Linked DNA regions of Sus scrofa: region 2 is linked to region 1. A link is a contact called in public Hi-C data. All regions are on one chromosome and are shown on one strand. Each heading gives the region's core, a stretch centred on a gene start, on an enhancer-like site or on the middle of the called end of the contact. The rest is flanking DNA. Distances are from core to core; before and after follow the strand shown.

Region 1 (2,760 bases), core at 128-2,627:
ACTAGAAAGAAGTGATCTATGATGTTTTAAGGAAAGAATTTCATTTTGTAGATTTCCTAATGTAAAGAGTTTATTTTTCCATTTTTGTAACTATTAGAAATTTCTAAGTGCTATTTAACACAATTCTCTTATAACTAGAAAATCTAGGTTAAGCAATAACTATAGCTGGAGATAGATCCCAGCTACTGCTACCACTCAAGGGACTCATCAGAATATTTAGGGCAGAGTAAAGTGGTATAAGTAAGATTGCAGCACTTTCTTGCCTAAACCTTCTTATGATTTCCCTTGTGAGGGGCATATGAAGCCAGCTCACCCCAGACCTAGTCCCCACGTGCTGCCCTGAAATGGGCATCCTCCATCTCCCCCTGGTCCACTAGTTTCCCCCTCTCTGGACTTCTCTGTGCCCAGACCTGCCAGTCTTAACCCAGACTCGGGACCTTTGCACTTGCTGTTCCTCTTGCTCTGAATTCGCTTCTCCCCCATCCTCCTTGGTGGCTGAGCCTTCTCCAGAACATCTTCTCTCATCACTCTTGCTGACGTTGTCTGCTCAAAGTCCTTTATTATGTTGCTTTGTTTATCACATTCAAAGCACTTATGAGTACCTGAAATCATTTATCCATAATCTATCCATCTATCTCCCAACTTACCTACCTACCTATCTGTTCATCCATCTACCACTTGTCTTTCCCACTGGAATATAAGCCCCTTGAGCACAGGAGCTTGTCTTGTGAAAACCGTACCCCAGTATCAGGGACAGGCCCTCATATTGGATGAATGACTGGCTGCCTGTGGGGCTTTAGAAGGGAGCTTTCCAGCAGCTCAGGGAAGACTTCCTGGAGGAAAGTAGAATAGGGTTGGACCCAACTGGGAGGCATTTGGAAAAGAGGAAGAATATTCATATTAGAATAGAGGTTGACTTTTTTCTCCTGTAAAATAACAATCCCCCCTTCAAAAACAAAACAAAAAAACAAATACTGGCCTTCGCAATGAGCTGTCCTAAAGTGCTAGAATGGACGATGCACAGTCAGGGATCCCAGAAATTATGGTTCTTGTCCTTCTTCTTTAACTAGCTTATTGCCTCAATACTTTCCCTCCATGGACTTCAATTTGTCCATGTGAGGCGTGGCTGGGACCTGGTTGGTCTCTGTTCTCAGATTCTAGGAGGATGGATTTTCATCATTCTTGCCCAATCACTTCTTCTAGCGTGGCCACACACGCTTAGCCCTGGCACCATTCAACGGATGTCTCAGGGACAGCAGGGCTCTTTCTGAGCCTCGACCAGGGCAGCCGAAACTCCGCTGTCACAGGGTCTGTGTGCTGGTGGCAGGCTTGGTACTCCCCTGCTCAGGATTGAGAATTCAGCTGTTAACTCCATGCGCCACCAGGTGGCGCCACTCTCCAAGGCACAGTGCTTTTCTGCTAGAAGGTCATTTGAATGCCCTTGGAGTCCGATGATATGCAAAAAATAGCCCAGGCTGTGTTTGGTAAATATGTTCGGGCGCTGGTTCCCGTGGGATGAGAAGGGATTGACACATAACCGGATACAGGGGAAAAGTGAAACGTGGGAAGGAAGGGAGCTGAGGAGCGCAGCCACCTCTAACAGTCTGGGCAGCCTGTCGGATGGGAGGGGAAGTCTGGGGAAGGGGGTGCTGGGCTCTCCCTCAGGGCTTATTCTGGCCAGTGGTCCCGCGCCCTTGCCCACAGCCCCTGCCCCCACCATTACCCCATGCAGCCTCCTCCCACAGCCGGGAACTCCAGGCAGGGGGGATGTTGCAATCTTCATTTTTGGAGAGAACACAAGACAGTTGTTTCTCTGACCCAGGGGCCCTGGCCTGAGTGCCCTGCAGCTGTCTCCACATGAGGCAAAGGCAGGCAGGGGCCAGGGAGAGGCCTGAAGGGACCATGGCATCTAAGGCCCGTGCTCATTCTCTAACATAATCAATAAGCATCTGCTGATGCCTTAATCTGCACCATTGCTGCAGGAGTCGGATGCCCCAGCCTTCAGGAGCCCCCCACCAGCAGGCAGACAGCAAGTGCATAGACAGGGTGACAGCACCTGCAGGTAGAGGGACCAATGGCCTACCAAGGGGAGAGTGGCTCCTGCTAATTCCGATGGGGCCCTGGCTGGCCAGGAAAGGCTCCTGGAGAAGGTGACCAGGAGCCAGAAGTGAGGGAGGAGACGAGAAGGACAGGTTCCAAGCTGAGGAAGCCGCAGGAGCAAAGACGGAAGAGAGCCTGGGGTTTGGGGGCCCCGAAGCATAGGGCAGCGCTGCGACTTTGAGGTGAAGAGTCAGCACAGAGGCTGGAAGGAGATTAAGCCTGCGTGTGCCCTGGGAAGGAGCCCAGCATTATTCTAAAGCAATGGATGGTCATTGAATGATTAGTCAGACCATCTAGAAGGCTGTCCTGACTGTGGCCTGGGACTGGGTTTAATTGGAGGGCGACGTGGGACAGGCCTGAGCTGGGCTGGCAGATGCGAGCTCTGCAGCAAGACGATGACAACTGACTTAGGGCCAAGGCCAAGGGGGCAGGCAGGAGGCAGATACGGGGCACCCCAGGGAAGGTCTGCACCTGGCAGCAGTACCAGAGGAAAAAGAGCCCTCTTGGTTGGGCAAAAAATCATCCTTTTGGTGGAACGGCAGGAGAGAAAACTTCCAGATGTCATTTGTGTGTAAATCAATCTGCAGTTTCACGGGGCCGACTGCGCGGGCTATTTGAAGATCTTATCATCCTCTTTCTTTGGTCACTGATTTTCTCCGA
Region 2 (2,760 bases), core at 102-2,601, 130 kb after region 1:
TCCCCTCCTCAGGCCACCCCACTTCCTCCTCCTGCAAGTGGTGCTGTGTCAACACCAAAGCCAGGAAGTCATTTACTGGTGCCAGCTGCCACCCAGGGAGGGCTGGGGACCAGGTTCCCAGACCCCCTGTTCAGCACTTCGCAGTCGACCTCTCCGCCTGCCCGAGAGTTTCCTCCCTCCTCTGCCTTTTGCGTGAATGTGTCATCTGTTCCCAGTGCCCTTCCCCCACCCCCTGTTTCTTTCCACTAATCGCCTGTTCTACATGCCTCGCCCCTCCCATTTCTTTTTTTAATAAAACAGTTTTGAGATGGAGTAATAACCGCAAAGTGGTTAAAAGCAAGAATTCGAGCCAGATGGCAGGAATTCAAATCTTGGCTCTACCCCTAAACAGCCAGATCCCTTGGACAAGCGCCTCAGTTTCCTCATCTGTAAGAGGGGGCAAGAATTACCTCCTTCTGTCCCCTGTGGCTGCTGTGGGGTTTCAGGGAGGCACCAGATGGCCAGTGTGAACCGACTGGGATGCTCTTCATGTAGGTACCTGATTGGACGGGACCTGAATATATCTACCACCCACCCACCTGCGCTCCCAGAGCCCTGGGAGAGCAGCCACGTGGAGGTTCCCTGACTCGGGGTGTGGGCTCTGTTGCTGGTGAACTTGGAACTTGAACAAGCAGGCTCCCACCTGGCCTTTAGATTCCACATCAGTTCAGCCTAAAGGGGGGAGTGTGGCCTGTTTTGCCTTCTCTTGGTTTGCCCCCACCCAGCCCGCCCACCCCCAGAACCACTCAAAAGTGGAAGACACGCAGCTGTTCTCAGCTGTTTCTCAGCCACTCCCTTGGATGGGGTAAGGGCCGTGGGGGGCGGCACGGGAGGTGGCGAAAAGGTCACAGGCCACAGGTCACATGAAGGTCGAGGAGATGCCGGTTCTCGTTTCGGTTCTGTTGGGTGACCCTGGAGAAGTCGTTTCATGTCACTGGATTTCTGCTTCCCTATTTTTGAAATGGGATAACCACCCCTCTGTTTTGTACCTCTCGTAAAACAAGCAAAGAAGGCGAGATGTTGAAAAGCACTTTGCTGGCTGCCTGGTGCTACCGGAGCCGCCCCCCACCCCCCCACAGTGGTCTCAGGTGGTATCAGGCTCCTCCCGTGGAGCAGAAGGACTGTGGCAGCAGCTCCGACCACTCAGAACCGCTGGGGGTGAGAGCGGATGAGCATGGAGGGGATGGAAGCGGATGAGCATGCTGTGTGAGGTTGGGCTGTGCTTTGGGACCCCGAGCCGGGACTAGTGTCTCTCCATGCTTGATCTCTGTTCTCCCTGATGGACTCTGGCCCGTGGGTGACTCAGACAGGAAACCACCAGCCATCCCTTCAAAAAGCTTGGACTCCTCTCAAAGACGTGCTTACTTTTTATCGCTCTGTGTTTATTTGGATGGTGGGGGAGTAATTCACAGAGTCAGGGCACAGCCACAGAGTGAGCTTCTGCCATGGCTGGGTCTCTGGGATCGAATCCAGAAGATGGGAGGAGGTGGGACATGAGGCGGGCTGGATTAGGATCCAAGGTATCTAAATGCTGGCCCGTGGACCAGAGCCAGTGGGTGACATAAAACTCTCTAGAAACGTGACCCCTGCTGTAGGTTCAGACTGCACTTTTTTTTTTTTTTCTTCAGCTTCTCCGGATTGCACAGCCCCTTTGGGGAACCACTGGAGTGAGTGGGACTGGTATCTGAGGGCCAGCCTGTTAGGGGGCTCTGTGTGCCCTGCCCACATCCAAGTACCCGTCCCAAGGCTGTAAAGTAGTATGAGTGTTGGTGTCACAGTGTGATTAGGTTATTTTTAGCCTTATCTGCTTGAAGGGTTGTTCAGCTTATCAGGTGACCCCATCCTTATTGATGGATATGGGGAGTGGGGGAACTTCTCTGAGTGTCTGTAATTAAGCCGAGTGGACAAAGTGGACAGCAAAAGAGTCTGTAAGTACCTCAGGGTCGTGGTCTGGAGGAGGCACAGCATTCCATTGTCCTGACCCTCTTAGTTTTGCGGTAGAAAGTGAGATTCTTACTGGACCCCATTGGATGAATCAGGTCCTAATCAAATACTCTAAAAACAGGCTATTATTTTGAGAGCTTTGGAGAAAGAAAGAAAGGGGGGGGTGGATAGGATAACCCCCCTGACACCTGATCACATTGACAGCTTTTCTTGTTTCCAGGTCCTTTTGTGACACCTCTGGCTTCTCGGTGGCGGTGGCGGTGGCGGCCGCAGCCAGGAGGTGAGAGCTGTGGTCTCACCTGGGGATTCCACCTTAGACAGTCACCTTCTGCACCCAGGTGCCGGTGGGAAGCAGCAACCCTGGCAGGCACCCTTTTCCTCAGGCTGTGCCCTGATGGGGATTCACGGGTGTAACCCCCAAATCCGAGGAAGCAAACTTCTCCCCCCGCCCCCGACTCCACCGCCACCATGACCTGGTTTCCCAAAACGCGGGGCTCAGAAATCACTTTCTCATCAGGCCAAAGTTGCTGTGTGTTTGCTATCATTTCCTTCCCTCCCCCTCCCCCCCACTTCCTGTTTTTTTCTTCCTCTTTCTCCACCCCCGCCCCATCTCTCCAGCCGAATCCCTCATTGTCTGCGAACAGGAACAGAGAGAGGCCGAGCATTGATGGGCATGATTCCTGTGGCTGCTCAGAGCCAGGGCCAGACTAGCTTCTTTGGGGCACATGAGACCCCGCTGGAAGCACATAGGAAGCCAGGGCTGTCAGAGCCTCCTGT

What was found. Hi-C and Micro-C count contacts between places; a contact is called where the count stands out from the background.
Region 2: a contact with region 1 is called in a Hi-C map of subcutaneous adipose tissue, with 5 times the contacts expected there. The contact joins two enhancer-like sites. A contact is called at or near these places in 3 of 5 promoter capture datasets (fetal liver and liver), 26 of 47 Hi-C or Micro-C datasets (adipocytes, adipose tissue, alveolar macrophages and 14 more) and 2 of 2 datasets of contacts at active chromatin or transcription factors (alveolar macrophages and skeletal muscle).

The regions. Positions count from the first base shown.
Region 1 is chr3:120,874,049-120,876,808 of Sscrofa11.1, forward strand. No RefSeq gene overlaps it. Among named protein-coding and RNA genes, the nearest start is that of FAM49A, 93 kb to the right of the region's middle. Within about 2 kb of position 1,378, at least 20 of the 83 cell types and tissues checked have an H3K27ac peak or open chromatin away from gene starts, as enhancers often do. A contact at or near this core is called in adipose tissue, liver, omental adipose tissue and 2 more, where this site is marked.
Region 2 is chr3:121,006,415-121,009,174 of Sscrofa11.1, forward strand. The region is part of intron 1 of FAM49A (protein FAM49A); the gene reads left to right. Among named protein-coding and RNA genes, the nearest start is that of FAM49A, 40 kb to the left of the region's middle. Within about 2 kb of position 1,352, at least 32 of the 83 cell types and tissues checked have an H3K27ac peak or open chromatin away from gene starts, as enhancers often do. A contact at or near this core is called in adipose tissue, liver, omental adipose tissue and 2 more, where this site is marked.